Regions from separate parts of the Mus musculus genome. Here regions 1 and 3 are each linked to region 2. A link is a contact called in public HiChIP or PLAC-seq and promoter capture Hi-C data. All regions are on one chromosome and are shown on one strand. Each heading gives the region's core, a stretch centred on a gene start, on an enhancer-like site or on the middle of the called end of the contact. The rest is flanking DNA. Distances are from core to core; before and after follow the strand shown.

Region 1 (3,512 bases), core at 985-3,484, 180 kb after region 2:
AGACAGCTTCAGCTACATACATAAAATAAATAAATGTTTAATATATATAAAGATCATAAACCTGAAATTTATATAATACTATATATAAAGCATAATGTCACGACACCAATTGTACTTTTGAACTTAAGCAGCGTACATCAATATCCCTGAAAACCATGAAGAAAATAGTTACAGAATATATACAAAAGAAATTGTTACTAATTTTAACAGTACAGAATTAGTATTTTGGCAAGCTGGGTACGGTGATACATGGCAAGCAGATCTGTGTGTGAGTTAAGGGGCAGCCTGGTTTTCATAGTAAATTCCAGACCAGTAAAGGGCTAGAGATTCTAAAAAAAATTTTTTTGCTATGGAGGCACATTTGTAAACTTTAGAGGGGAACACGGACATGAAACTTACCCTTAGTTAAGGACTTAGTGGTATTTTTTAAAGTTGCTGAAGTAAGGAGAGTCATTTGTATAAATTGTACTGGTAAATTATTCATGATTTACTAAATAAACCCAAAACCTACAGGCATCTAGGAAAACTCAGTGGGTTCCTAAAAATATAAGGAACAAGCCATGAGCATTTAAACCCAGTGTGCATGAGAGCAGGAATCGGAGGTGGTATGAGGGGCATATGGGATGAATGTGCTCAATATGCATCATACATGTGTAAAACACGCCATTGCACGGCGAACAGCCAAGATAGATCAGAGTAGACTTGTGCCTGACTTGGAGTAAGACTTTCGGGGAGGCCGGGTGTCAGGGTGCAGGCGTTTAGTCTCAGCACTCATGAGGCAGAGCCGCATGTGTTCTGTGAGTTAAGAGGCTAGCCTAGTCTACATAATGAATTCCAGGATAGCCAGCCTTTGTAGAGACTGTCTTAACAAAGTTTTTGGAGGATTACTTCCAGGGCTCCTGGCCTCTTCCCACCAGGAGTGGCCCTCTATTTCCCAAATACTTCCCACCAGTCCTCGTTCCGGTTCCAAAATAACTCCCCATGTTTAGATTCTCCTTCTGCATGTTAGGGCTCACTATTTAAACCCTCACCTGGATTGTCACAATAGCTTTCTAGCCTTCAAGTGAGCCTCCCTATTTAAGAGCACATTTGGAGACGGGGTTGGGTTAGAGGCTTTAATATTTGTTATTAAAAACAGTTGTGGTGCCAGGCAGTGGTGGCACACGCCTTTAATCCCAGCACTTGGAAGGCAGAGGCAAGCCAGTCTCTGAGCTTGAGGCTAGTCTGGTCTACATAGCCCAGAACAAGAGGACTACCTAGAGACCTGGTCTCAAAATAAGAAAATAATTAAATTTAAAAAAATAGCATGGTGACTCACACTTTTAATCCCAACACTGGAAGCAGAGGCAGGTAGACCTGAGTTTGAGGCCAGCCTGGTCTACAGAGAAAGTTCCAAGACAGCAAGGGCTACAAAGAAAAAACATCTTTCAACCTCCCCCCTACCCGGACTCCCCAAAACTACCAGTGGAGTCTGGCAAAGGATTCAAATAAATAAATTTCCTCCTCAACGGCAGTACACAAATCTGTCCCTACAATCGCTCTCAGATCCCTGGTCTACCGAGAGTTCTAGGGCAGCCAGGGCTACACAGAGACACGACAGGGTTTCTCTGTGTAGCCCTGGCTGTCCTGGAACTCACTCTGTGGACCAGGCTGGCCTCGAACTCAGAAATCCGCCTGCCTCTGTCTCCCAAGTGCTGGGATTAAAGGCGTGCGCCACCACTGCCCAGCAACACCATCTTTAAACTCCCCTCCTCCTCCCGAAAAAGAAAAAAAAAAAAAAAGTAACCCAAGAACTATTAGTTGAGTTTGGCAAAGGGCTCCAATTAGTAAATTTTCCCTCCCCACCCCTCACATGGTGGTATACAGACTCCTCTCTATAAAGTTCAGGTGAGTCCTTCCCCCCCAACACAGACTCTAACGCTTGCTTTAAAACATACTTGACTAAACAAGCCTCCCTTGGGCTGTGCCCTCTCTCCCTCCCCCCCCCCCCCCACCGCCAGCCTCACCCCATCCACACCCTCCATTCTTCACCAACACCTGCGCCACCCTAGGGTGGACCAAAGACTCACCATGGGAGGCTGGTGCATAGCCTGTTCCTTATTGTCCTGCTCCATGCCGGCTGAGACCCAAGTTGAGAACAAACGGGAGGCTGCCCGGCCCTTACACCGTCACAGGCGTGGGTCCCAACACTACTACGCCATAATCCCACAATGGCTGCGTGGAGTTTTTATTTGCCTCTGAGCACTGGGCGGAGTCAAGGCCACACCCACCCACCCAGTCCCCTCCCAACTCAGCATCCATGCAATCCCAGAACTCTGTAGGCCTTATGCCTGCAGGGTCCGGGAAACCACTGAACGTTAGCACTTTTCCCCCCAGTTTTTATTGGTTATTATTTTATTTTTTGACATTTCAAATGTTATTCCCCCTTCCCAGTTTCCCCTCCACAAACCCCCTATCCCCTACCCCACTCCGCCCTTCTCTACCTAGACCCTCTAACCTACAGTTTTGAGCAACTGCTTGACAGAAAGGAGTGTTGGGGAAACCGCGATCTGAGACTTCAGTCAAGCCAGTCTCTCTGATCTCAGTGGAGAAACAGAAGAAAGGCTTGATAACACAGGAAGGGTGCACAGCCTCTGTAGACAAAAGAGACACCATAATCCCTCCAGACCAACACAGTAGGTTTTCATAGGGCTAAGGAGGAGCGCCTCTGTCCTTCCTCCATGCAAAGTGACGCCCAGATGCCCACACCGTACAATTTAGGCATCCCACAGTATTAACCATACCCGGTGTGGGGGCGCTGATTCTCTGTAACTCCAGTTCTAGGAAATTGAACACCCTCCTCTGATTGCCTTGGGTACCATGCAGGTGAACATGCATGCCTGTAGGCAAAGCACTCACACTATAAAAATAAATGTTAAAAAAAAATGATTTATTTTGGAGAGAAATAAGGCAAGCAGACAGGTCTCTGAATTCAAGACCATCCCGATCTATATATTGAGTTCCTGAATGGGCAGACTCCATCTCAAATTTAAAATTAAGTTAGTAATATAATATACCTTTGAATCTGGGCATAGGTGGCACACATTTGTAATCCCAGGGTAAAGACAGTAGGATGCTGAGTACAGGAACAGTCTGGGCAGTGAGGACAGCAAGACTTGGTCCTGCAAAAACAACCAGCCAAAAAAACAAGCAAACCACTAGCAAAATAAAAGTGTGTGTGTGTGTGTGTGTGTGTGTGTGTGTGTGTGTGTGTGTGTGTGTATGAATGACTGTCCTTGGTCAGTGTGTGACATTTTTGTGTGTGGGGGGGGGGGTTGTTTTTGGTTTTGGTTTTGGTTTTTCGAGACAGGGTTTCTCTGTATAGCTCTGGCTGTCCTGGAACTCACTTTGTAGACCAGGCTAGCCTCGAACTCAGAAATCTGCCTGCCTCTGCCTCCCAAGTGCTGGGATTAAAGGCTTGCACCACCACGCCCAGCTCAGTGTATGACATTCTAAGATAACAGGTGATGAGC
Region 2 (3,310 bases), core at 520-3,019:
TGTGACTCCTGTGAGTCCCTCTTGAGTTTTGAGGACTAGGCCTGGCTGACAGGCCGATCTCACGTGCTCTGAGCCTTGGGTTTAGGCATCTTGGAGGTTTCTTTCTTTCTTTTTCTTTTTTGCTCCCATGGGAGCTGAGACAAGTCTCAGTGAGGTGAATTTGGTCCTTAGCTCTGTGTCCCTAGAGTGAAGGAAGCACTAGCAGGAGAGTCTGAATGCAGAGTGAGCTTCAGTGGGAGACTCAAGGCTGGGTTTTCAGAGCCTGCTGAGGAAGCTGGTACAGCTCTGGTCAGAGCAGGAGCTGAAGCACGTTCTGTTTTATAATACTAATGAAATTCCAGATTTGTAATAGCATCTCACATATCTAAAACAAACCGTGTGCTTGTAAAAAAGTAGAAAGAGATCAACTTTAAGCCATACATTCTTGGTAATAGAGGTTTTCCCCTATTTATGTTTGATAGATATTTTTGTTTCCAGAGGAATGTCAACTCCTAATTTCATAATGTATCACAGGCTTAAGAAAATTGAATTTAATAAAAGCCAAAGATGAATGGCATCCTTAAAGGTCCCAACACTTGTCTTTATTAGCAGGACAAACTGCAGGTCTCCAAACACTGTTTCTTTCCAAATGAAAGTTTAAATGAAAAGTACAGTTGTGTCACAGGTTAAATCTCATTTCGGGCCCAGCTAACGTTGTTAGTGAGGAGCTGCTGTATTTGTTTCCTTGGACACCAGGGCAGCCAAACTCACCAGGCTGTACAGCGCTTTCTATGGTGGGGGTGTGGTGGGGTGGGGTGGGGTGGGGTGGGGCAGGGCGGGGCGTGTTTCTCCTATTTAGTAGGAGAGGGAGGATTTACTACAAACTGGGGTTATGGTGGGGGTGGGGTCTAACTCATGCACCACAGCTCTTGGGAATTGTGGATATGTGAGTTTTTAGGAACAGTGTGTATGGTATATGTGTGTGTGAATGAATGCTCAACTTAGTTGTCCAAAGCAAAACTCCCCTCTGCTTGGGCTCCTTTATAGTGCTTTATGGGAACAAAGGCTTACCAGTTGGAGGACGAGGCCTTCACTCCACTGGGAGAAGAGGTGTCTATCAGGAGCCTAGGGAGCAGTCTGAGCCTTCCTGCCCTTAACCTTGCAGCCGTTTTGCCCTTCCTGTGTCTGGTAATAAGTTCTCTTCAGCTTCTTCATCTCTGGGGATCAGCTCAGGGGGACCAGGTAGGCTCCGGTCAGCTAATGAGTCTGGTCGAATGACGCTTTCACAGGGGTCACGTATCAGTACCTTGCTTATCAGATATTTACATTATGATCCATACAGTAGCAAAATTACAATTACTAAGTAGCAACAAAAATAATTTTCTGGTTGGGAGGGTCACCACAACCTTTAGCTGTATTAAAGGGTCACAGCATTAGGAAGATTGAAAACCACTGGCCTAGGGCTACCAGGCAACCAGAGCCTTTAAATTTCTCTGATATGAAATCTAACTGCATTGATTTGTTTCTCAGTCTTACTGTTAGGCTTTGGGTTGAAATAAATACTTAAAAAAACAAGTCCATAATATTAGTGGATGTGTTTCCAAAGGATGGTAGTTGTCTTCCTTGGGACATAGAGACAATTGACAACTTTCTGTTTTCCTGCCCACTGGTTTGCTGAGTGTGGTCAGAAGTGGTCAGCAGTGGTGGTTTTTCTATTGCTCTTCCAGACTGTCTCTGCCTTGGCTTTGATGATTCTAGGAGGATCTTCTGTAGAGTGAGGGTTCTGGGGTAGGCACGCCCCGAAGAGGATTGTTGGGGCCCTGTGTGGGCAGAGCTCCCTTTTGTCTCTGCAGTGTAGGCTTTTTTCACATGCTAATTTTACTTGGAAGATTTTGCTTTTATTTATTTTTTTATTATTTCCTATTTGTCTCTTCCAGATGTTTTCAGGGCAGTTTTTTGTGTGTGTGGGTGTTGTAAACTAATTCCATTCATGTTTTAAAAATTTATGAAAGCGCTAATAAAAATGTCAAAGTGGTAAAAATGTTAGCTTTTCCTCTGCTTTGATTAAATTTTGCAAACTGTTTTTGAATATTAAAAAGCAATATATTTTTTTATTCTCTCCCCTTGGTTTCCCTCTTCTCTCTGCTGCGCGTGCTCTCTCCTGCCCTCTCCCCCCTCTGGTGCATCCCTCCCTCTCCAGGAACGATGTATGAGGCGTGCTGCACAGCCAGCGTTCTGCAAGCCTGTTTGCACACCAGGACCTTGGTGCTGTGCATCTCTATTAAATAACGGAGACAAATTAATCTTAGAGACACCAAACAAATTGTCACTCCTCCTCCTCCTCTTCCATTACCTTCCAGCAGACTGGGAAGGGCTGGCTAAGCGGTTGGGCGGGTAGGGGCAGGCAAAGGGGAGTGTGCAGTGCTTGAGAGGAAAGGTGGGAGGCACTAGCCACTATTAACTTGTGTTCCGTGTTCTTGTCTCTCAGGTCCCCTTTGGCTTTATTTGGGGAGTTTGTTTGTTTGTCACCTTTTTTTTCCTCACAAAAACTAATGAAGATCCCCTGCCCCCCCACCCCTGCCTCCGCACCATCCCATCCCACCACGGGCAGTGTTTAAGATTCATACAAGGAAGTCTGTGCTGAGTGATGGCTGCTTGCTTACCTGGAGATTCAGACATTTCAGGACAACAGCCTGGGCGAGAAAGAGATGGAAGGCCTTTCTTTGTCTTAGAGGATCATCCGAATGGGCCTCTGTGAGGGAAACAGACAGAGTGTACCACTGTCTTCCTTCCCTAAAACGACGAGAAGGCTTTAGCAGTGTGAGCAGTGGGATTATAAATGTTGACATCACCTCTTCTAGCCTTGGGTTTGAGCCGGCAGAAGGAACGAGCCACAAACACTCATTCTTTCTTGGCTTTGCATAGTTATTTGAAATGGTTGATCAAAATAACTTACCTTCTCTTCTGTCTCTTTGGCATTCTAGGAAATCATTGAGTTCCCCATCCTGAAGTTAAATGGCCGGACCATGGAAATCGAGTCTACCTTTCACATGTATGTCCAGCCTGTAGTCCACCCACAGCTTACCCCCTTCTGTACAGAGGTAAGGGCTGCTGGGAGAGGAGCTTTGGGATTGTTGGTTTATGCAGGCCATGTAGGGAAAGCTAGGTCTAATCGATGGTTAAGGCAAGAGCCCAGCAATGGCTTTTCACTTGACTTTAATCTGTGACTGCTTGAATATCTGTTCCCAGGGACAGCAGTGATACAGTTTGCCCCAGACTCCCCAACATTTCCCTTTCCTTCTTGTTCTCAGTATTCCTGGCAACTGGACAC
Region 3 (3,522 bases), core at 849-3,348, 240 kb before region 2:
AGGAAATGGTAAGTGACAGTCTCGCAGACCGGTAAGCACTGAAAGGGGAAGCGATTTTCTACTTTATCTGAAGGCTGAGTCCTTTCAGCCTGGAAGTAGCTTAGGACAGAGTGAAGCTAGGACTTTGGGGGTCTTAGTGGCCTCCACTATAGAAAGCTACAAATGGAAGAGTTTGCAAGGAGCTAAAGTTGAGTTAAGTCGGGAATATAAATCTAGAAGCTGAGTCTATAGAGAATGGATATGTGGGTGCTGATGGTAGGTGGAAAGCTAGGAACAGGTATGTGGTGCCTAGCACTGTGAACATGACACCTACGATGTCACCCTTTGCATATCTGTGAGAGATTGTCTAGACCAGTAGTTCTCAATCTTCGTAACCCTGCAACCCTTTACTAGGTGGTGACCCCCAGCCATTAAATTATTTTTATTGCTACTTCATAACAGCAATTTTGCTAGTTATAAATCAGATTGTAAATATCTGTGTTTTCCAATGGTCTTAGGCAACACCTGCAAAAGGGTCATTTGACCCCCAAAAGGTTGCGACCCACAGGTTGAGAGCCACTGGGCTAGATTAAGCTTAGCCTCTGAGAATGCCTGTGAATCATTGTCTAGATTAAATTTACTAATTCTCAAGAAGACTGCCATTAATTATGGGTGACTTGTTATCTGAGCAGAGGATCCTGGACTGTGTAACGCAGCCGGTAAGCTAAGTACAAGTGCGTGCATATTCATTCATTCAGTGCTGTTTGCTCTCCACTGTGAATGGAACTCTCAAACTTGAGTCACTTGACTTCCGGGTCACAATGAACTACAGAACCCAGAACTGTAAGCCAAACGAACCTCTTCTCTTTTGTTGCTTCTGCCAGGGTATTTTACTACAACAGAAACACAACTAAACAGCAGACCGTAGTTTGGAGATGAAAACCCCGAGGACACTGGAAGCTTGCATTTGGCCCAAGACCCAGGATTACTAGGCTGCGAAGCCTGAGACTGAGGTTCCAAGTGGGACTTGGGGACCAAGATTATTACAAGGTTAGAATGGCCAGGATGGCCTTGCCTTACAGAGTGGAGATGTCTAAGGTAACATTGTCAACAGCCTTGGCCACTTGACCCTCAGTGTCACCTGCTCTATGAAGTCCTTGGGCTACTGTCTGCATCAACACAGCAACTTGGCAAACGCCCAACTCTTTGCCCTCCAGTCAGCTCCTGGAGCCCACCTTCACGTACCAGCAGTCCCCACTTAAGCCTATGAGGAAGGGGTGGGAAGATCTGTCAGACTTTAGCCCTTCTGGTTTAACAAAGCTAGAGAGTGGGGGGCCCGCCCCATGGCCGGTACACCATCGGTCCAGTGCGGCTGAAATAACAAGTCCGAGAATCAAAATCTGGCCATCCTTTCTTGTTTACTCAGCTTTTACCCCCCTTTTTCTTTGGACAATGCCCCGCTGAGCTGGGGATGTCCTGCTGGGTTGTGCTGGGGCTCCCCTGCCAAGACGGAGCCCAGCTGCTCAGCTGTTTACAAGGCAAATCCGGTTTACACTGAGGCCCATCCTGCCTGGCTCGGCTGAGGAGCTCTGGTTAGAGCCAGCCTAGTAGTAGCCAGTCCTAGTTCAGAGTTACCCCAAGCTTAACTTGGGTGGGGAAGCAATAGTACGGGGAAGGTGGGGCGGGCGGAGGGTGGGGGGAGGATCTCCCCTGCCAAAGGCAGGGAAGATGAGGAGGCAGGATGAGGAGCTGCTGGTAGGCACCCCTAAAAAAGAACAGCTTGAGTTCCATGGCTTCCATATCCTCTCCTTCAAGCAGTGAACTTGGAACAACAAAGATGGCAGCCTTTCTCCACCTCTGTCTTCCCTATAGCTACGACCTGGGAACTAATAATCTGCCTTCCCTGCATTCTCTCAACGCCACTGTAAAGATCAAAAGAGACAATGTCCACGGAAGACATGTGCTACTGTTATTAAATGGTCTATGGTGATCCACCCCAGGGAAACAGTGCGTGTCCACACACAGACTGGCTATTGACCAGGATAAGGACCTTGTCCCAGTTAACTTGGTAGCTCTAGCAGTCAACATGGGGCACAATTATCTCATTTATTAAACAAATATTTCCCAAGCGGGCAGGTTGCTGAGAGGGCAGGTAATCAAAACACAGAGACAGCCACGGTCCCAGGGGTGGCTCCCACCAGAGGCTACGCAAGTATAAAGCAGGCACCTCACTTGGTTCAGGGAAGGGAAGGTTCGTCACAGTGACTTCGAAGATACAGTAGACTGCTGTGTTTACATAGTGTAAGAAGGAGAACAGGCAGAATCGCAGAATTACAGAACCCCTAAGGCAGGCAGGCAGAGTGGGGTGCCCTCTCTGTCCAGTCCTCACAAAACAGGAGAACAAATGAGGCCCTGCGATCACCAAGGAAGTAAGCAATGAACACCAAGCAAGTAAACTCTTTACTGAGCTAAGTAAATAATCTCTCTCTCTCTCTCTCTCTCTCTCTCTCTCTCTCTCTCCTTTCACTCCTTCATTTCTTCCTCCCTTTTCCCACTTCGTTTCAGCTGGCTTTGAACTCATGACCCTTCTGCCTCGGCCTCTTAGGTATATGATTATAGGTGTGTGCCACCGGAGTCTTCCTAAACAGGAGCACGGATGGGTGTGGTGTGCTTGTGGGCTGCAAGGCACACATCTCAAGTGTAAGCAAATGGAAGCCGGGAAGCACAATCTGGGGAGTGGGCAGGGGCCAGGCAAGTGAAGTGAAGCCAGGCAAAGCAGGGTGGTAAGCCTGCAGGTGGAAAGCAGGAGGTCTGTGGAGGAGAGCATGCGTGCCACAGCTCTTCACAGTCACATGGAGAGTGCGACTGGGCAGAGAGCAACTCAGGAGACACAGAGAGGTGATTCAACAGAGAGCAAGGGTTACGGGATGAAGGGCTTATGAGGCCCAGTTCTGCCTTAAGCGGAACACATCCTCTGGGAATCTATGTTCCATCATCTCTATTCTGTTGACTTTAAACTTTCTGTCTGTACCTTTTGCTCCCTGAGACTGTCAGACACTGCTAATGGATGACAATCCCGTGGCTCCAATTATCCGAGATGAACTCTTCTGGCCTCCTCCCAGACTTGCTTCTGATCCTGGATTGCACGATTTCCAAAATACCCAACCTTTAGTCTCCTTCAGTGGGTTCTGGTCACTTCTTTTTCCTGACCTGGTGTCTCCACTGACTGACTCCAAGCAGTTGCTTTGCTTAGGCACCACCTTGGTTGTCTTGATCCTGCCTGCCACCTCCCTTTTTCCTTCTTTCCATTTTTTCCTTCCTTCCTTTTTCCTTCCTTCCCTTTTTCCTTTTCTTTCTTTCTTTGTTCCTTATAATTTATGTATTTTTATTTTATGTGCATTGGTGTTTGGCCTGCATATATGCCTGTGTAAGGGTGTCAGATCCCCTGGAACTGGAGTTACAGACAATTGTGAGCTGCTTTGCTGGGAATTGAACACAGATCTCTGGAAGGGCAGCCAGTGCTCTTAACCACCGAGCCATCTC

Evidence for each region. Promoter capture Hi-C pulls out the DNA fragments that hold promoters and counts their contacts. HiChIP or PLAC-seq counts read pairs in DNA pulled down with a chosen protein or histone mark.
Region 1: a contact with region 2 is called in a promoter capture Hi-C map of embryonic stem cells, with 2.6 times the contacts expected there. The contact joins the promoter of Klf17 here to the enhancer-like site in region 2. A contact is called at or near these places in 6 of 39 promoter capture datasets (embryonic stem cells, hematopoietic stem and progenitor cells, hippocampal neurons and 2 more), 1 of 484 Hi-C or Micro-C datasets (nephron progenitors), 1 of 115 datasets of contacts at active chromatin or transcription factors (embryonic stem cells) and 1 of 9 other capture datasets (pancreatic islet).
Region 3: an H3K27ac HiChIP or PLAC-seq map of embryonic stem cells shows a contact between it and region 2, with 2.7 times the contacts expected there. The contact joins two enhancer-like sites. A contact is called at or near these places in 3 of 39 promoter capture datasets (the C10 cell line, cranial neural crest and second pharyngeal arch cranial neural crest), 1 of 484 Hi-C or Micro-C datasets (neural progenitor cells), 2 of 115 datasets of contacts at active chromatin or transcription factors (embryonic stem cells and trophoblast stem cells) and 2 of 9 other capture datasets (embryonic stem cells and liver).

What each region holds. Positions count from the first base shown.
Region 1 is chr4:117,763,432-117,766,943 of GRCm38.p6, forward strand. It overlaps Klf17 (Kruppel-like factor 17), which reads right to left and starts at 2,235. Exons shown (of 3, transcript NM_029416.2): 1 at 2,070-2,235. The coding sequence starts at 2,114.
Region 2 is chr4:117,579,637-117,582,946 of GRCm38.p6, forward strand. It overlaps Eri3 (exoribonuclease 3), which reads left to right. Exons shown (of 9, transcript NM_080469.4): 4 at 2,964-3,080. Among named protein-coding and RNA genes, the nearest start is that of Eri3, 31 kb to the left of the region's middle. Within about 2 kb of position 1,770, at least 4 of the 459 cell types and tissues checked have an H3K27ac peak or open chromatin away from gene starts, as enhancers often do. A contact at or near this core is called in embryonic stem cells, where this site is marked.
Region 3 is chr4:117,341,478-117,344,999 of GRCm38.p6, forward strand. All of the region lies in intron 2 of Rnf220 (ring finger protein 220), which reads right to left. Among named protein-coding and RNA genes, the nearest start is that of Gm40231, 24 kb to the left of the region's middle. Within about 2 kb of position 2,099, at least 23 of the 459 cell types and tissues checked have an H3K27ac peak or open chromatin away from gene starts, as enhancers often do. A contact at or near this core is called in embryonic stem cells, where this site is marked.